7 separate regions of the Mus musculus genome follow, and regions 1, 2, 3, 4, 5 and 6 are each linked to region 7. A link is a contact called in public HiChIP or PLAC-seq and promoter capture Hi-C data. All regions are on one chromosome and are shown on one strand. The core of a region is the stretch at or near the end of the contact, and the rest is flanking DNA. Distances in the headings are between cores, read along the strand shown.

Evidence for each region. Promoter capture Hi-C pulls out the DNA fragments that hold promoters and counts their contacts. HiChIP or PLAC-seq counts read pairs in DNA pulled down with a chosen protein or histone mark.
Region 1: a contact with region 7 is called in a promoter capture Hi-C map of liver, with 5 times the contacts expected there. The contact joins the promoter of Pced1a here to the promoter of Zc3h8 in region 7. A contact is called at or near these places in 2 of 39 promoter capture datasets (liver and neutrophils).
Region 2: a contact with region 7 is called in a promoter capture Hi-C map of pre-B cells, with 2.1 times the contacts expected there. The contact joins the promoter of Bub1 here to the promoter of Zc3h8 in region 7. A contact is called at or near these places in 2 of 39 promoter capture datasets (the 3T3-L1 cell line and pre-B cells) and 1 of 9 other capture datasets (liver).
Region 3: a promoter capture Hi-C map of liver shows a contact between it and region 7, with 4 times the contacts expected there. The contact joins the promoter of Tmc2 here to the promoter of Zc3h8 in region 7. A contact is called at or near these places in 3 of 39 promoter capture datasets (hippocampal neurons and liver).
Region 4: a contact with region 7 is called in a promoter capture Hi-C map of liver, with 4 times the contacts expected there. The contact joins the promoter of Idh3b here to the promoter of Zc3h8 in region 7. A contact is called at or near these places in 7 of 39 promoter capture datasets (erythroid cells, hippocampal neurons, liver and 3 more), 2 of 484 Hi-C or Micro-C datasets (B cells and regulatory T cells) and 2 of 9 other capture datasets (adipose tissue and liver).
Region 5: a contact with region 7 is called in a promoter capture Hi-C map of embryonic stem cells, with 2.3 times the contacts expected there. The contact joins the promoter of Nphp1 here to the promoter of Zc3h8 in region 7. A contact is called at or near these places in 4 of 39 promoter capture datasets (embryonic stem cells, frontonasal cranial neural crest, hippocampal neurons and 1 more) and 1 of 9 other capture datasets (macrophages).
Region 6: an H3K27ac HiChIP or PLAC-seq map of thymic regulatory T cells shows a contact between it and region 7, with 7 times the contacts expected there. The contact joins the promoter of Zfp661 here to the promoter of Zc3h8 in region 7. A contact is called at or near these places in 5 of 39 promoter capture datasets (cranial neural crest, hippocampal neurons, liver and 1 more), 2 of 115 datasets of contacts at active chromatin or transcription factors (astrocytes and thymic regulatory T cells) and 1 of 9 other capture datasets (adipose tissue).

Annotation. Positions count from the first base shown.
Region 1 is chr2:130,422,894-130,425,593 of GRCm38.p6, reverse strand. It overlaps Pced1a (PC-esterase domain containing 1A), which reads left to right and starts at 1,306. Exons shown (of 7, transcript NM_178762.4): 1 at 1,306-2,182. The coding sequence starts at 2,059. It overlaps Vps16 (VSP16 CORVET/HOPS core subunit), which reads right to left and starts at 1,274. Exons shown (of 24, transcript NM_030559.3): 1 at 1,147-1,274. The coding sequence starts at 1,199.
Region 2 is chr2:127,830,579-127,833,278 of GRCm38.p6, reverse strand. Bub1 (BUB1, mitotic checkpoint serine/threonine kinase) reads left to right here and starts at 1,420. Exons shown (of 25, transcript NM_009772.2): 1 at 1,420-1,559. The coding sequence starts at 1,534.
Region 3 is chr2:130,193,760-130,196,459 of GRCm38.p6, reverse strand. It overlaps Tmc2 (transmembrane channel-like gene family 2), which reads right to left and starts at 1,266. Exons shown (of 20, transcript NM_138655.1): 1 at 1,066-1,266; 2 at 1-37.
Region 4 is chr2:130,283,061-130,285,760 of GRCm38.p6, reverse strand. Idh3b (isocitrate dehydrogenase 3 (NAD+) beta) reads left to right here and starts at 1,310. Exons shown (of 12, transcript NM_130884.4): 1 at 1,310-1,379; 2 at 1,513-1,590; 3 at 1,725-1,823; 4 at 1,932-2,052. The coding sequence starts at 1,344.
Region 5 is chr2:127,787,635-127,790,334 of GRCm38.p6, reverse strand. It overlaps Nphp1 (nephronophthisis 1 (juvenile) homolog (human)), which reads left to right and starts at 1,444. Exons shown (of 20, transcript NM_016902.4): 1 at 1,444-1,549. The coding sequence starts at 1,481.
Region 6 is chr2:127,583,372-127,586,071 of GRCm38.p6, reverse strand. Zfp661 (zinc finger protein 661) reads left to right here and starts at 1,395. Exons shown (of 5, transcript NM_001111029.1): 1 at 1,395-1,442.
Region 7 is chr2:128,942,745-128,945,444 of GRCm38.p6, reverse strand. Zc3h8 (zinc finger CCCH type containing 8) reads left to right here and starts at 1,425. Exons shown (of 9, transcript NM_020594.2): 1 at 1,425-1,597. The coding sequence starts at 1,521.

The DNA of each region.
Region 1 (2,700 bases), core at 57-2,556, 1.5 Mb before region 7:
TGGGTAATGATTAGGTTTTGCTTGTTTCTGTTATTATTTCAAGACAGGGTCTTACTATGTGGCCCTGTCTGGCCTGAGCTATAGAGCAGGGTGGCCTGAATCTCAGAGTGCTGGGATTAAGAGGCGTGGGCCACCAAAGGCTGACCAACTATTAGGTAACAGGCACTAGCCTAAATATGCATGGGAAATAGAAGTATTCTTAGCCTTCAAGAGCTTAGCACGAGAAACTCATACCAACACTGCCCTCGTGTGCCACATATGATAAGACTCTACAACTGGACCTTTGTGAGGCATAAAAGGATTCTACTGTAGGAAAACCAAGCAGGTCCTGAAAGATGAGCAACATTCTTCAGGGTGATAAAGAGGAAAATAGCAATGCCCATAGAAGCGACTATAGAACTGTGCAAACACAAAGCCATGGAATTGCCTGGTGTGATGAGGTCCTGCAATTAATTCTGTGAAGCTGGTACACCCACGGATTGAGGATGATTGAGGTTAAGTTGGAAACCACTCAGAGAGTGACAAATGTAGGCTGACCAATTGATGAGCGCTCCACAAGCAGTTTGTACTTTATATCTTAAAAAGAAATAAAGCCAACGAGACGGTAACCATTGTAATCACGTTACTAGTTTTAGCCTTGAGAAAGACCCACAGCTAAGGGCACTCCAACCCCGGTGAGTTGCCACTGCCTCGGGTTCCTCATTAATAGTGCCCCAAGACTGAAAAGCGGTTCATCCCCTTTTCTCAGCTTTGGTCAGTACTGTCACCCCGCCCGCTGTGGCGATCCCGCCTTCCTGTGAGAGCCCCTGTGGTCCGACTTCAGCAGTTTCCGGAAGGAGACTGGCACTCGCTGTCGCCGCGGGGCGGCCTCCCTCTACGTGATCTAAGCATCCTTCCGGAGGCCAACAGACCTCGGTTTAGGGGTGGCTTCTCAGCTTGCCTCAGTTGGCGCAAAGGAAGGACCAGATTGCTGCCCCTAAAGTGCGTAAAGTGGCAGACGCTCAGGCGAGCCGCCATAGGGACGGACGCCAGCACGCGTAGTGGCCGGGGCGAGCATTGCTGGCTCTGCCGGGAGGCTCAAGCCAGCAGCAGACAAGCAAGGTAAGCTGGGCTGTGGGACGGAAGGTGGGGCGTCGGGCAGCTCACCTGTAAAAGGCAGAGTCCCCGAGTGGATTCCAGTTCGCAGTGTAACAGTCCATGTCTAGTACAGCTGGCGGCAAGAGTCGCCGAGGAAAAACCCGCCTAGCGCAAGCTCAGGCCGCACTTCCGCTTCCGCCCTTCGGGGTCACGTGACGAGGCCGCCTTAGCGGCCATCAGAACTGTGGGCAAGCTACGCTGAGCTATCGTCCTGCCCTCGGCGCGGCGGCCCGAGTGGACCTAGCCCTGGTTTCTGTCCTCCACAGCGGCCAACCTCGCTGCCTTTCTGACTCCTCCGGCGTTGGGGATCGCATAGGGCGGGACACGGGTGACCGAAAGTGGGAGCCATGAGCATCTGAGGCACAGATGCTGGAGGCGTTGGCTGGACCACCGTAGCGCACGCATGGCGAGCGCTGGGCGTCGAGCTGCGTACCTACAGCTAACCTGGGCACCCGGGCTCTGTGGGGCGGGATCTTTGCAGAACCCACCGCTCTCCAGGGGCATGGGATCATTGACTCTAGATCAGGACATCGCTGCCGAGACGCTGTCGCACGGCACCTGGGCCTGCCCTACTGGCCCGTGAATCCCTGGAGCCCCCGAGAGACTTGGTAACTGGCGCGAGCGGACGAATGCGCACGCGCGGGGCCGCCGTTGACACGTGGCAGGGCAAAGGCGTCTCTGCGCGCGCGAAGCGCTGTAGTCTAAGACTACGGCCCAAGTGACCCTTCTTCCCTCCGAGTGTGATAAAGGCTGCTGCCGTGTTGGGATTCGCCTTGCCGCTCCCACTTTCCTCCCCATTACACAGAGCAGCCAGGGAGGGGCCAGCGCGCATGGGTCATCTTGGAACAGACCGGACCTACCTAGAGTCCCTGCCCTCTGTCAGCTTATTGGCCTCTCCCTGCAGCTGGTGTCAGTGGCAGCATGGTCTTCTGTTTGGAAAACGAGATGCCACACCGCCTGCTGGGAAGCGCCATGGTCCACTTCCATGCCTCAGAAGTCCAGCAGCTGCTACACAACAAGTTCGTGGTCATTTTGGGGGACTCCAGTGAGTGACCACTCTAGGATGACATTTCACCGCCCTGTATCTTCAACCTTTTCTTTGTCTGCACGCCACATCTCCATTTCAGACTTCTCCATCTCTTACTCTGTTTCAGGACACTAGACTGCATTTTTTTCTTTTTTAAATTCCCTATGTACCTTCCCTGGGTGCCCCGGCATATCATTTGTGCACTATTTTTTAGCCCATGAGTGTGGCATCTTTATTTGTTGTTGCCCTTCATGATTTTCTTAAAAGGACCTGTGGGCTATGTTGTGTGTTTTCCTAGGGATGGGACCAACTTAATTTTGCCATTTGGTCTTTGGTCGCTGTACATAAGCTAGAGGAGAGGGAAATAGCTGGAAAGAGCAGAGCTAGGGCTTTAAAATCTCGTCTTTTCTTCTCTAAGCCAACCCTCCATAGAGCTGCTGTTGGAGAGTCAATCCCTGGAAAACAAAGGCCTTCATTTGGGAAACTCTGGGAGGGGGTGAGGCCGACCTTAACCTTGGGATCCCTGTCTCCCTGCA
Region 2 (2,700 bases), core at 171-2,670, 1.1 Mb after region 7:
AGAACAAAATACTCATAGGAGCAAATATGGAGATAAAGTGTAGAGCAGAGCCTAAAGGAAAGGCCACCCAGAGACTGTCCCACCTGGGAATTTATCCCATATACAATTATCAAACCCAGATACTATTGTGGATGCCAAGAAGTGCATGCTGAAAGGAGCCTGATATGTCTGTCTCCTGAGAGGCCTTGCCAGAGCCTTACAAATAGAGGCAGATGTTAGCAGCCAAACATTGGAAGTGTATTCTTAATCTACTTTGCTTGCTACTATCTACGAGGAATGCAAGAACCTGGAACTCCCTCTAGTGGTGTTTACCAATTCTGCCAATATCATGGCCACAGACAATATTTTCGTGTGCAGCTATAAAGACATGTCAGGAATGTTCCTCTAGTTAGATGATTCTAGGAAATCAAATGGGAAATCACTCATAATTCTTTTCTCTAGGTTAGAAAATGTCTATCTGTCCAGAAGCTGCAATATCTTTTTTATCAACTTGAAGGAGCTGAAAAACTCCCAGGACCTTTAGAAACAGGAAGGTAGTAATCGCATGAGTCTTTTATGTTCTACTTGCTTTGGTCAAGTGACCCTAGAGAGGCAAAGTGGGAAGTTATTAAAACTCAAGAAGCAGGGAAGACTAGATTATTTCTCAACTCACTCTCAGGGCACATGAACATGTTAAATATTTATTCTTGGACTTCCGGACTCTTTAAAATTACTATGAATATTTTACAAATACGTGTGGGTGTGCCTTTATGTGAACCAAGTGTGGCAGAGGCCAAAGGCATGGGATCCCATAAAACTCTGGATGGACACACACACACACACACACACACACACACACACACACATATACATGGCTATTTGTCTTCATTCGTGAACCAGACATAATGATTGTGGTTTCCTCATTTGTTATATGAGTATGTGCCACGGCATGCATGTGGAGATCAGAGGACAACTTGAGGAAGTTGGTTTTCTTTCCTTCCACCTTGTGGATGCTTTTATTCACCGAGCCAGCTCACCAGCTATGCCATTTCTGTTAAGCAAAGAGGACAAAAATTCGTGAGTGACTCTCAAGACCCAAGAGGACTCAAAGGGGTTTCAGTCACAGAATCGTCACGTTCGGCCTGGTAGTGTAATACTGTAAGCCAGTTGCCATTTATACCGTTTTTTAAAAAGTAATAATAATAACTCTATGCCAAAACATGGCTAGTGTCTCACTAGAATGGAAACAAACCTTAGCTCAGTCAGCACCTAGCATAGGACTCACTAAAAGGCAAATGAAAAGAACTGCGGGCTAGGGACGGAGGGGGCGGGGACGGAGGCGGGACTTTGTCTCCCAGCAACGGCCGCAGCGATTGGCCAGCTCTCCCGCAGCGGAGACCAATAGTCAGGCGCGCTGCCCACGTTCGACATCACAAGTGCGGCTGCGCGGGGAATTCGAATCGCCGGCGGCCTTCGAGACTCGGGGTTAGGGGCTGATGGGGAGTTTGGTCGGCGGCTGGTGGGGTATTTCGCCGCTGCGCGTTTTTTCTCGTCATGGACAACCTAGAAAATGTCTTTCGGTAAGTGTCGGTCAGGTGCGGTGAGGTGGGCCGGTCGGGACGGTTAGAGTCCGGGTCCCTCAGGCGCGCTTTCTCCTCAGCGCCGCTTCCTCAGCGGGTTCGCTGCACCAGGCCTCAGCCAAGGCGGTAGCCCCCGGGTCACTCGAGTAGACGTGCAAGCTGCAGCCGGCTACCGTTTTGTGCCGAGGATTTGGGCAGTCTGCGGAACCTTCTGAAGTCACGTATCTTCTCCATGGGGAACTTCCTCTAGACGCGAGGGACGCCCCGCCTTCAAAACCCAAACTTGTGTGGTGGTGGAGATTTTTGGAGAAAATTTCAAAGTCTGATAAAAATGCCACCCAACTAAGGAAAGAATTTATTATTTCTCGATTGCCTGATACGTAAGAAAAAAATTAAAGCTGAACTTTATGGGGGGGGGGGAATGCTTGCTATTAAGTCATTTGAGGCTTCCTGCAGGCACTGATTGGTTATTTGTTTTTGTTTTGGGGTCTGGGGGCGGGCGCTTAGGTGACTTACTCAGCCTGTGATGTTAAGCCATTTAAAACTGTTAAATCGGATGTTACAAGAAATACAATTTTATTTTCATCAGTTCTTTAGGTATTCTAAGAGTAAGATATCCAAAATCTGTTGGCGTTAAGCAATTTAATTTTTGATCAGATCGACTAAGGATTTCCCCTCCCCGTTCTAAAATAGAAGCTAGGTATTTTGATTTTTAAAGACTAATTTATTTTAATGATTTGATGTTTAAGCCATTTTCCCAGGAGGTGTGGTTGGTGTGGGGCTATTCAATGTTTGTTTATCTTGGACAAATATTTGTATTTCTTATTTTGCTAAATAAGAACTTCTAAACACAGAAGTAGTGCTGACATTTCAAACATGCTAAAAAGAATCCAAAATGAATCCAAAGTGAAAAAGTGAGAATCGTTGACTTAAAAATAAATTGCTAAAATCTCTACTAAATTATGAGAAAACCATTGCAGTTTCTCTGAATGATCATTTCAGTTTGCCAGTGAAATATATTTTGAGATATAGTTTTCTGGTCATCTACCAAAATACTACTTTTAAATTCTTTTTCTCCTAATCTTATCATTTCTCAGTTTAAAAACCTATGGTTGTTTCTCAACTTGATGCATACTGAGAA
Region 3 (2,700 bases), core at 17-2,516, 1.3 Mb before region 7:
ACTGGCCTCTTCCTGGAACCTGACGGCAACTAGGGGCCTCTGAGGTTGAAGGTAGAGGTAGGTTTTGTTGGGGAGAGAGATGGGGAGAAAGCAATGAGTTTGCAGCACGTCAATCTATCCAGACACTCCTCCGCTCGGGTTTCCCTGCCAAGGACAGTGTGGCCTCACATTTCAGACATCACTTATACATGAGGGCCCTAGAGGGGTAGGAACTGTGGACTCATCTCCTGATAATGATACCACAGGCATGCCAGCCAGGGAAGGTGTGAGCTATGTCGCAGGGCTCTTTCCCAGTGTCTTGAGTCCCTGATTGGACTCAAAGGTATAAGTTATCTGGGCTTTGGTTTAAAATGAAGATTTTTAAAGACAGGCAATGGAATCTTCTTTTTTTCCCTCTCCCTCTCTCTCCATCATGCAGCGTCACACCAATGGCCTTATGCTTGCTAGGCAAGCGCTCCTGGGTCTTGGAATCTACACTTTGGACCTGAGTCAACAAGGATGACTGTCCCTACTGAAGTCACCTGCTTCTTCATTCAGTAGCTTTCTCTAATGCTGCTTGCCTTTGTGGGAGGTTTGTTTGGATGCTTTGAGAACCACTGTTATCATGTAAAAGCAAGGCTGCAGGACCAGAATGGTACCAAGGTTCTTGTTGTTATCAGTTGATACTGCAGTTCAGAGCATTCCCCCTAGAGGGATTCCAAGTCCTTTTATCCCTTAAAAGGGAATCGATCAGACACAGAGTTGCAGCAAAAGATCCACTTCCAAGGAGGAATCTGTCTGGGACAGGGAGGTTCCGAAGTTCAACAATCCTGCAGAGAGTTTTTTTCCCCCCTGTTATCTTAGGAGCATTAATCCAGCAGCAAGGAGAGACATAGGCCTATAAAAGCCCCACTTAATTAATTTCAATTTGATGGGTACATGATGTCTATTTACCAAAAGAACAGCGTAGCTTCCCAACTAGGGCCTATAGCCTTTCCAACCATGGGATTTGACCAGATTTACAGTATCAGAGAGGAATCCCTTCATAGGATTGGCTTCAAATCCAATCAGAAAGTGGTTGCTTACCTCTGGAACAAACTTGGCCACTATTTTTTTTTTTTTTTTTGGTTTTTGGAGACAGGGTTTCTCTGTGTAGCCCTGGCTGTCCTGGAACTCACTTTGTAGACCAGGCTGGCCTTGAACTCAGAAATTCGCCTTCCTCTGCCTCCCGAGTGCTCGGATTAAAGGCGTGTGCCACCACGCCCGGCAAACTTGGCCACTCTTGCACTATATTATGCCTGAGTAGTCAGTTGTATTGATGCGTCATGATGGCTAGCTAATGGGGAGGACGCTCCCAGGCCAGTTTCAGTTTTATTTCTTTATATTCTGTGACCAAGATGTGTGCTGTCTTCAGCAATGCAGTCTTACTATCGCATTCTCGTAGGCAACTGTCGTGTCTGCTCTCAACCAGCAAGAACGACACGACCACCAGTTCTAACAGCAGTTTAGTCAGCAAGCTTCAATCTTCATCTCTCTCGCTTCATCTTTTTCTCCCTCGATCACCGGATCTCTCACTCTTATATACTCTCAGCCCCCAACCACTCACAGCAAGCCACGTCACCTCACCAGGCACGCAGCTTCAGCCAATCAGGGCGGTAGGGGCATGTCTCTACCAAATATGGACTTGTTTTTACCGCCAGCATCATGGTGCACCTGCGCAGCTCTCACGATGGTCATGGCTTATTTTCAGGTGTATGAGGAAGTCAGGTGCAAATCATAAGACTTAGCTGCAGTCCCTGGCGCCATCTTGGGACTGCTGCCACACCTGCTCCTCACATCTCTCCCTTTTTTTCTTTTTTGGCAGAGAGAATGTCTGTCTTAGATTGCCCCCTGCAGCAATGCCCCTTACCCGTCCTTGGGAGACAAACAGCATTGGTTTGATCCCTGTCTTAGGTTGGCGACACGCCCAGGGAGTCTTATCCGTCATTGACTACTTCTCTAGCATGCCAAGCCAGCCACACTTGAGGACATTGTCCTGTCTGCATGCGGCAGGTGCACCAGAAGGCCAGGACGCTGATTAATCTATGGCCTGATTTTGATTGCTGCAAGCAAGCCTCTTGGGTGAAGGTAGAGATCTGATCCCCAGTGTGCAAGCATAGGGGCCCTACACAAAACCATCCCTTGGGCTCATCACCCAGAGAGGTCTTGGCCAGCTCCGTGTTGTTTTTCCTGGGGAAAGGGAACTAGGACACTGAATCTTCATGCAATCAGACGTGCCTTCCACAGGATGCCAACAGCTAGCTATCCTCTGTGCAGTGCTTAGCCTTGCAACCCACGGCATAATGCAGCATTATTTCTTTAGAGCGGCAAGCCAAATCTGAGGATATTGTCCCGCCTCCACTGCGGCAAAGGCCTGCGCCACCATGGCAGAAGTGCGGGCCTGCACACGCTGCACCCGACACATACACCAAACACACAACACACACACTATTACAAGCATACATCCCAGGGCTCCCATCAGTCCTGAGGCAAGGGATCAGTGCAACTACCATTCACCCCACATAACAACCATACATATAAGGGGGCACTGCCCAAGGTGGAAGGGAATCAGGAACACTCCTACAAAAAGGAAGGGGGGAGGCCCATCTAAGTTGGGAGGGTATAGTGCCATTGCCCTTGGATATACTGGCAGGCCACACCCCTCGAATCCAGGTAGCATTA
Region 4 (2,700 bases), core at 61-2,560, 1.3 Mb before region 7:
ATCTGTTCTTTCGAAAGCTGCTTTTGTCTGTGTTTTGTCCCAACAATGATAAAAGTAATTGATACAAGTCCATTAGGCAGGCATGGGGTACACGCCTTTAATCCTAGCACTTAGAAAGCAAAGAGGCAGGTGGATCTCTCTGAGTTCCAGGTCAGCCTGGTCTACATAGGAAGTTATAGGTCAACCAGGGATATAAAGAGAGATCCTGTCTCAACAAAACATACATGCCTGTTCTGATACACTTTCCGTGTAGCACTCAATAAATTATATGAGATACTCAACATTCTATTATAAAATAGACACTGGGTTTAGCAATCTAATGGAGTTTTGAGAGGAGATGATATAGAGGACCCGCCCCCCATCCAGGATCCCTGGGGACATAACTAAGCAGCTAAATCAATGTCAGTAACTCTTTATTTCCAGAAGTAGTGGGAGAGAAACTATCAGCTATCATGATGAATGAGTTTTCTGTTTACTGCATGAGAACAAATTCATGAGTGAAACACACACAGATCTATAATCAAACTATTGAAAACACACCATTTCACCTGTAATACATACATGGCTAGAGGTGCCCTGCAGGATAGTTATAATCTTCATCATATGTACAAAGGAGAATGTACAGGGATATACACAGCAATGTTGCTGAGAAGAGCCCAAATCAGATTTCATACTAGGTATCTGCCTATTTAAGAAAGGATTAAGCAATTTAGTAAATTTAAATTATAGCATACTATACAGTGGAGCAAAAGAATTAGCTTTTATTTTTCAGCTTCTTTTTTTTTTTTTCCAGGATGTGGTGGTGCACACCTTTAATTCCAGCACTTGGGAGGTGGAGGCAGGCGGGTCTATGAGTTTGAGGCCAGCCTGGTCTACAGAGCTACCTCATCAACTCCAAGTTAGTTTTCTTATCATAACCAGTTTTCTTTGTAATCTGAATTATTTTACCTATTTAAAAGAATTCTAAGTGACTAACAGTGAGTACTAGTTAAGAGAATAACGCATAACAGAACATTCAAACATTCACAAATTCCCAAGACTTCTCAACTTATTGTTAAACTCACATCCTTGTTCAATACTTGGCCATATATATTTGGATGTTGTTTTGAATTTTCAAGAGAAATTAAATCTGACGAGTGAAAACAAAGCAAACAGACAAACTGGTTGTGTGTCCTGTGACCCTACATTACCAAACAGAAGGAGAGAACTCAAGTGAATCCGTACACACCGCCGATTGGTACGGGAGAAAGAACCGCCAAGCTCGCCAGGGCTGACAGGAAGTCCAGCTCCCACGACCGCGCTCGCTTCCGGCGTCACTTCCCCCGCGACTTCCTCGGCCGAACATGGCAGCGCTGAGCAATGTCCGCTGGCTGACCCGAGTGAGGCCCGGGACGACCTGAGCGGAGGGTGGGCGGGAGAACAGAGGGTTTGTCCGCGGTTTCCAAAAGAAGGCAAGGTCATCGCGGTGTAAGGGGCCGCGGTGTCCCCGATCTGACCTTGTGTCTGTCGCAGGCGGTGCTCGCCGCTCGGAACTCCGGGGCATGGAGAGGTCTCGGAACATCTACGGCTCACGCCGCTTCCCAGAGCCAGGTACGCTTGAGTCCAGCTTCGTTCTCGCCCATCCTTGTCGCCTCCTTGCCGCTCCCCTGGGTTTCCCCTCCCCACCTCTTTCCCTCTGACTCCCACTTCTGCCCCTGCTCCATCTCTGCTGGCCCCACTCACAGGCACAAGATGTGAGGGTGGAGGGTGCCTTTCCTGTGACCATGCTGCCTGGAGACGGCGTGGGGCCAGAGCTCATGCATGCTGTCAAGGAAGTGTTCAAGGTGAATAGCCCGGGGCGGGGGATGGGTGGCGGATCAGGCTACAGGGATGGATGGGTTGTTGGAAAGTTCAGACCTGACCCAGCCCTGTGCTTGGACTTATCCCTGAAGGCTGCTGCTGTCCCTGTGGAATTTAAGGAGCATCATCTGAGCGAGGTGCAGAATATGGCTTCTGAGGAGAAGCTGGAGCAGGTGCTGAGTTCCATGAAGGAGAACAAAGTTGCCATCATTGGTTTGTATGGCACTCTGTCATTTAAGAGCAGTGTTCATAAAGCCCCTCTCTCTGCAGTGTGTATATATCAGTTTTCCAGACTGGCCTCTACTGACATTTAGGAATTTGTTTCTTCTCAGTGGCAAACCAGGAGTTAGTGATGTCAGGAAGGGGTTGGGACCTGCTGAGGCTGTGTCACCGGGGTCAGACCCTGTTAGTTGTGTCTGCGTGCCCATTCTTTTTTGGTTTGTTCATTTATTGTTTGTTGTTGTTGTTGTTGTTGTTGTTAGTTTTTCCAGGTAGGGTTTCTCTGTGTAGCCCCGGCTGTTCTGGAACTCTCTGTAGACCAGGCTGGACTCGAACTCACAGAGATCTGCCTGCCTCTGCCTCTCTGCTCTCTGCCTCTGCCTCCCAAGGGCTGAGATTAAAGGCACGGCCACCCTAACCCAGTGTGCGCTGATCATTCTAACCACTCCATTTCTTCTCTTGTGCTGTTTTATTCCCCATATTGGATTTTTAAAAATTTATTTATTTATTTATTTATTTAGCTTGTAGGTTTCCTCCTATAGACCCACTTTCTTGGACAGCCTCACTTGCAGGGCCAGCTTTTGCAGAGGAAAGTCAGTTCTTTATAATCTGGCCCCTGATGTTCCTGTTTTCCTTTCTACA
Region 5 (2,700 bases), core at 195-2,694, 1.2 Mb after region 7:
GCAGCATCCGGCTATGTTCATCCTTTTCTAAGTCACTTCTAGCATCCTGCTCTAAACATGTAGGTGCCCTATGCCCTTGCTCTCTACTACTACTACCTGTTTGTATGTCCTGTGTGTCCCTAGCTTTGTAGTGGACCATTCCCCTGGACATTTCTTTTCCTTCTACCCTCCTACTTAACTATATGAAGTTCCCTCTGATAAGTTATTTCTCCACCGGTGAAATGAGCCAATTCAAGCCAGATTAGTGAGTTCAATGACCCAAAGGACCAAGGCCAGAGAAATGACAGTAGGAAGAGAGAAGTTGGGGAGGGGAAAGAGAAAGAGAAAGGTTGCCGGTAGAGGGAGAGACCAAAACCTCTGGATTACTTAGGGAAGAGCCTCAGGGGGGAAGGTCAGACCAGCACCTGGGCTGTAAAGTTTAAGGGTCAGGGTATGTTCGATAAGGGCTGAGGGATGCTGGAAGAATCTGGAGACCCGGTCTGCTTTGATATGTAAAATACGCACTTCAGTTCCTTCCCAGGTTTCCCTGAAGTAAGTTCAGTGACCAGTGTTCTTGGAGAACAAGGCAGGGGTTTCGTGGTCCCTGGTTTCCCCGTCCGAAACCAAATACTCTCCTCCCCCCCCATCCCCCCACCAGAAAAGTCTTCCATGGACACGGTACTTTGCCCATTGAAATTGGGAGTCAGGAGTCACAATAATAGATACCTTGGCAATAGTATACCAGCTCTATCCAGTGGTGAGCTTGGACCATCACCATTCTTAAATCCAAGGTTGCTGTCGAGTTTGGGTATTGGATTTAGAGGGCTGTCTCCTGAGAGTGAAAAGAAAACTGGGGCTCTTGAGAAATCTATTTGCCCGCAGGCTTGTCCCACATGGCAGAATCAGCACCCCCAAAGAATTGAGGATTTACCACATGAAAATTTTCGAGAGACACTTCAGCAATACCCCCAAATGGCAAGATTTTAAAACCGTCTCTGGGCCAAGTGTGATAGCACATACGTTTAAGCCCAGTACTAGGGAGGCAGAGAGGCCCGCGGATTTCTGTGAATTCAGGGCTACACCATGAGACTAACAATAAAACCACCTTCAGAGTGAACGTGCAGCGAAATCGAGTCCCACAAATGCCAAGGGAAAGCTCTCATAGCTAAGGTTTTCCATACTAGAACTATTTTTGAAGATTAGTTTCGCAGACCCGGCTTCAGAAAGCTGTGTAGAACAGAGCACCGCACGGTGTGAGGTCGTGATAGTTATGAGACCTGCAGTCAGGGACTCCCGGGGACCTCTACTACTATCCCTAGGAATCCAGAGGAAAGGAAAGGACTTTTTTTTTTTTTTTTTTTTTTTTTTGCAAAGCCTAAACCGACCGTTTAGTGCAACCTGTGGCACGGGGTTGTGGCGCCCGCTGATAGCGTCATCTTGCTGAGCCCTAGCTTTGGTTTCCCTGACAACCGGCGCGGTCCCGCCGGCGGCGGCTAGGCCGATGCTCGCCCGGCGGCCGCGGGACCCGCTGCAGGCGCTGAGGCGCCGCGGGCAGGAGCTGAAGCTGCAGGTAGGTCCGGGGTAGAGGGTCCCACATCCCAGCTCCTCACCGGGAGCCAAGCGCCGGGTTCTAACCCGGGGCCCCCGCCGTAGATAAAACCTCCAGAAAGCCTTGCGGGTCAACTAAGAATTCGGTCTAACGACTCACCAACCCTCAACACTCCTCATCCCTCAGGCCCTTGTCTAAACTAGCCAGACCCACCCAGCCCAGCGCCCCTCTCCTTTGAAATTCATCACTTTCTCAAAGTGTAACAGGTGTCAACGTATAGTCTTAATAAACTAACCAAGGACAGATTAGTAATTTCAGAAAAGTTAATTTCAAAGATGATCAAACACAAAAGATCACAAAGATTGTAAGTCACAACGCACAGTGCATGGAAGACGTGATGAAACAGGCGATGTATAAGCTATAGTGTATGAGCTACAGCATTTCTGGACAGCAGTTTGACAAGATATAGCAAACATTGATCCTCCTAGGCTGGTTGATACATTTCCAGGAATCTACCACTTGTAATAATTTTCAATTTGGGCAGAGATGCTTATTATAATAAAAGAAACTGGATATGAATAAGTGATCAATATTAGAGGGTGGATAAACTAACCATAAATTTATTATTGTTCCATAGGGCTCCTCAGTTCTTGTCTTGAGGAAAGAGTCTTAGTGGCAGGATACAAAACTTAAAACAGAAGTTTATATAGCAAAGCAAAGCGTACCCTCCAGAGAGACAGGAGTGGGCTGCAGGAGCCGGAGGAGCCTGGGAGGTCTCCCAATGTACATTTTAAACAAGTTTTAATCGATATTGACATGAGTGTGTATCCCTCTGTTGGTGATCTTGAAGTACCCATGTATGGGGACAGCAAATGTCAAAATTACAACGTAAGCAATATAATGAAGTGGAGTCTTTTGAGGATGCAGCCCTTTTATACAAGTGTGACAACTGAGTGTTCTTGCCTCCTTAGTTCTAACAGGAACAATGTAACTTCAGCTTCAAGAGTGTTTAACCACAAAGGACTGTCAGGAGACACAGCTACCAAGACAGGGAGGTGGTTTTCCTAGGTGATGTCATTTGTAATTCCTTACCTACCAGTATCATCTGTTGGGATCTGATGGTACTATGAAGAGATTTTTGCTAGAGCTTTTGGTGTTAGGGGGTAAAGAAT
Region 6 (2,700 bases), core at 146-2,645, 1.4 Mb after region 7:
ACTGGAGAGTTTCTGGATGCCATGCACGAGAGACAAAACCTGTGGTCAATATTTGATGGGACTGCTCTTGGAGTTCAGCAAATCACTTTCCTTCCAGAAAGCAGCATGAACATGTAACATCCAGAAGGTAGGTATTTACTCAGTAGAAAAATTTACTTCTTTACCAATTCTAGGTTCTATTTAAGAAAAACTGATATTGGAGAGGTTTAATTGATAGCCAAAGAGATCAAGGTTTTAGGAAGGGTGTACAGATAGTAATGGGAGATCAAAGAGTCATTGTCAGTCCCTGGAGATACTGGGGTCATCTTGGGTTTCAGGATCCAGTTGTTCAGACAGGTATGGTATGACCATTTGTGACCACCCAATGGCCAGATGAGAATGGGTATCAGCCCTGCTTTTTGGTAATGTATAGTTGAAACAGCCCATCCCTTTGGAAGTCCCAGTGCTGGAGCTTTCTTAAGCCTATCAAAAGAGTGTTCCTTAATCCCTCAATTACAAATGGTATGGGCTTGGGACCCTCATTTAATTTCTCATGACTGGCCTGGCTATTTCTTTAAATATTGTAATTCATATTCTGCAGTATCCAGTTAATTCCAGAAAAGCCAAAACCTGTCTTTTGGTTCAGAGAGGGGGCAAATCCAGATCTCATAGTACCAAATGAAGGTTGCCTTTTTTTTTTTTTTTTTTTTTTTTTTTTTTGCCTCACAAATTGAGAATTTTCCCTAGAAGTTTTGCTTCCTTTTTGAAGTTTTGTAGCCTTTTTGAGCTTTTGAGATACAAAGAGGCCAGGTGGGGTGATGCACACCTTAAAGCCCAGGTCTTTGGAGGCAGAGACAGGTGGATCTCCAAGTTTGAAGCCATCCTGGTTTACATAGTGAGTTCAGGACACAGAGAGAGGGGGGTGGGGTGGGGAATGGACTGAGCTACAACGTTTAAAGTCTGTTGTTTGGCTGGTATCCTCTGAAGCAGTAGGTAGAAGGTCACCCTCATTCAGGATTACAGCTACAGAGTTGGGTGTAAATTCTCCGACATGCTACCAAATCTGGGATTAAACCTACACCACGAATTCTTGATGGAAGACTGCGACAGGTATGTTTCTGGGCTCATGCATCTGGGATAGTCTACTGAAAGAACGGGAACCCTGGCTTTCAGAAAAAATAGGTACACTGGCAAACCGGAAACGAACTAGAAATCGAACTTGTGCTGTTTAGGGTCAGAGCCTGGTCCTATCCGTTTCAGCACCACAGACCTGGAGTGCAACCTTGTGCAGGATTTTACCCGTCATCTCACGGCGCGCCGGCTATTGATGCTTCTGGGAAGTGTAGTTCATGCAAAGGCAACACTATGATTGGAGCTCAGAGGCCGAAGATCTTCGCGCAGGCGCACTGCCTTCCCGACACGAGGCGGTGAGTGTTCGCAGGTTCCCAGTACTCTTGCCAAAGGTGAGGGTTGCGGGTCTAGGTGTTCAAGAAGCCGAGTGGACGCGGTGGCGGAGGAGACACGGGGACACTGGGCACTTGGGGGAGGGTTAGTGGGCGTGGCCTGTGTGGACAGAGAGTCTTCCCTTCTGGTGTGTGTCGGTTCCGTGGGGACAGTGTCCTCGTAGGGTATGTCCACTGTGTGTCAGAATCCTGTACTTTCAAGTTGGAGATCCCGGTCTTCCTTTCGTTCCTTCTTTCCATGATGGGTGCTACGTGGATGTGGATGGTACCGACGCTAAATCTGGGAGCATCCACTCCATTCTCTCCCAAGTCCCCTAGAAAACGTCTCCCTTTGCTTCAGCTTCTCGCCCTGAGCCTGCACCGGAATGTCCTGGTGTGAGCATAGGGTGTTCCTGGACGATACCGGATTTGAGGTGAAGAAAACCCCAAAGGAAATCGCAAATGGCTTTAGGCAATTTTAAGATGATATTGACTGGAGTGCACTGTTAAGGAATAGTGGGAAATAAGGGTGAAGGGACTATACTGCGGCCAGACAAGACCCACAGTATCAGAGTAAGACCCACCAAGCACGATATTTTGTGCGTCTCAAATGAGGTCAACATAAACAAAATTTTGAGAAACAATTCTAGAGGTTGACATTCTGACCACCGTTAAATCGAACTAGCACAACTTCGTTCCAACCACCAGTAAGTGTCAGATGTCTAGAAGTCCGTGGGATGGCCAGTTGTCTGTTACTCCATTGAAGTTGTTGGCAATTTACTAGTGATCTTTTCCCTAGTGTTCTTTTTACATTTGAGATACGATCTTATTTTGTAGCTTAACCTGGCGTTGTGTTAAGCCTTAGCCTTCCAAGTGCTAGCATTACGGGTGTATATCACCATAGTTCTGTTTTCCGTGAAATTTCAGTCACGCGAATCAAGCTTCCCGGGATGCTGGGATGTGTTGCAGGTAAAGATCTGCTTAACTTTATGGCTATCTTTCAATGAAAGTAAATTATAACAGAATTAAAAGCTTCCAGGCAGACTTTTCCCAGTTCCACCTCAGCCTTTTACAAAGCCTGACTCTCTTAATTGCTGTGAAATAGTGCCTCTCTTATTGATGTATGACGATGGAACTAAATTATCTTTATAGAAAGCACTCAGCATAGTGCCTCATGAGAGCAAGCACTCAACGCTAGTTATGGTGGAGTTCCGTAGTGCTCCAAGTGTGTCTAGCCGCTGGACAATAGATTATTTAATCAAGTTGTCTGTCATAGATG
Region 7 (2,700 bases), core at 176-2,675:
GTGTGGATCTTGGCCTAAGGTCAACACTTCCTTAATTCAATTTAACCTCCTTGAACATAAGATTCAGTTCCATTTCACTTCCTGGTGCCCCTTTAATGTCAACCACATATTTTGTATTTTTCCTTTCAAAGCCTGCTACACTTATTCAAAAAAAAAAAAAAACCTCTTCATGAGATTTAACCAGAGAACAAAGTCTATGTTGGGCTTTTTTGAGACTTCCTTTGTCAATGCAATTAATATATATATTTACCTTAGCCCCACATAGACTCTCAGACAAGGGCAAAAAGCAGCCACATTCTTCACCAAAATACCACAAAAACAGTCTCTATGCCACAAACTGAAAATTCTTCTCTGAAACCTCTTGGGCCTGGTCTGCACAGTTATTCTCAGCAAGTCTTCCATATTCCTACTAGGATGGTCCATTAAGCCCCATTTAAAACATTCCACCGCTTTCCAAATCCAAAGTCCTGAAATCAACATTCTTCCAAACAAAAGCATGGTCAGACCTATCCCTGGTACCAGCTTCCATTTTTTTTTTTCTTGGTTTTTCGAGACAGGGTTTCTCTGTATAGCTCTGGCTGTCCTGGAACTCACTTTGTAGACCAGGCTGGCCTGGAACTCAGAAATCCACCTGCCTCTGCCTCCCAAGTGCTGGGATTAAAGGCGTGCGCCACCACGCCCGGCTACCAGCTTCCATTTTATTTAGGGTTTTACTGCTGTGAACAGACATCATGACCAAGGCAACTCTTATAAGGACAACATTTCATTGGGGCCGGCTTACAGATTCAAAGGTTCAGTCCATTATCATGAAGGAATGAGCATGGCATCATCCAGGTAGGCATGGTGCAGCAGGAACTGAGAGTTTTGCATCTTCATCTGCAGGTCTCTAAGACTGCACCCCCCCACCCCCCCACCCCCAAATAGTCTTAATACTTAGTACTTTCTATTGAATTTGCCTGCTTTAAATATATTTATGTGTTTACTCAGAAGAGATCGTCTAGGTTCCTTTTTGTGCAATTAATTTTGCTTGGTCACCTGTCAATTTTAAAGGGGCTGGAAGAGATATATGGCTCAATAGTTAAAACATAAAGGTCTTGCGTTCTGTTCCCAACACTCATGTCAGGTGGGTTACAATAACTGGCCTCCGCGGGCATCTGCACTCATTCTCTCTGTCTCTCTCTCGTACATATAAAAATAGCACAGCTTTCTAAAGAAGAATCCTAAAGATTATTTTAATTTTTTAACGACATTGTAGTGCTGCACTAAGGAACGAATCGGACATAAGTACAGAGAGTTGCGCGTGCGCAGCTCAGGCACCGAAAGCCTCCCCACCAACGGTGAGAACTGCGCATGCGTGGTAGGGCTGGCCAGGTCGCGCGGAGTCGCGCCCAAGCAACATGAGCGCGAGCGCGTGCGCGTGCGCTGGGCGGAGCGTGTGGCCCTTGGCGCGACTGTAGCCTCCGCTTCGCTGGTTGTTCAGTACCTGCTCGGCGTGGAGAGGAACGGTCCCTGTCTGAGTTATGGATTTTGAAAATCTCTTTTCAAAGCCCCCCAATCCGGCCCTCGGCAAAAAACCGGCCGCCGACCCTGAGGAAAGGTGATCCCCACGTTCTGGTCCTTTGCAGGGCACCGCTTGGGCTCCGCCCCCTCGCTCCTGGAAACCGGCGAGCCCTGGCTGGCGCGTGGGCCGGGACCGGAGCGGGGAGGTCGGAAGGGGAAGTGGGGTGGAAGTCAGAGTAGGGACTGCGGGCGAGGGCAGTGGCCGGGCGGCGGGAGGAGGCCCCAGCCTCTGAATCTGCCCCCAGGGGCCGGCTGCTCCCCTTGCACGTGCGCTTAACGTGTTTGCTGTCAGTCACCTCCGAGGTGGCTTTGCCGGCACCTCGAGAGTTGAAGGATACATAGACTGCTCTGCCAGTGATCCTGAACCAGAACTCCCAGAATAAAGCAGCAAGCATCATTTCGGCTTAGTTTTTCTGTTAATTTGGAAAAGCGTGTTGTTAATCTCGTACTTAGTCAGAGTGCGGGATTTCTGTGCAGATACCCACTCACTTTTTAGGTTTTTTTGGTTTTTGGTTTTTTTTTTTGGTTTTTTTTTTTTGGTTTTAATTTTTCGAGACAGGGTTTCTCTGTGTAGTCCTGGCTGTCCTGGAACTCACTCAGAAACCCGACTGACCCTGCCTCCCAAGTATGGGATTAAAGACATGTGCCACCACTGCCCGGCCCACTTTTTAGTTTTTTGAGTTGATAATGCCCTCAAACTCCATCTCTCCTAAATCCTTGTCTTCTATGTTCTCTCTTTCCTCAGTGGAACCCTTGACACATCCTTCACGAGTTTTTTTCCACCCTCATTAAGATAACATTACAGTGTTGGGCTGGGCCTATTAATCTCAGCATTTGAAAGGCAGGCAGATCTTGGGAGACTGGGACCAGCCTGGTCTAAATAGCAGGTTCCAAGCCAACCTCAGCTACATAGGGGAAACACTGTTTCAAGGGGAAAGGATATATGTATATGTTCACTGCTCAGTCTCAAATACCTTAGTGGAAACTGTTAGCCTAATTGGGCTACCATAGCTTTGCTGTGTAATTAATGTGAAACTTTTTTTAAAAAAGATTTATTTGTTTTATGTATGTGAGTACACTATAGCTGTACAGATGGTTGAGAGCCTTCATGTGGTTGTTGGGAATTGAATTTTTTTTAAG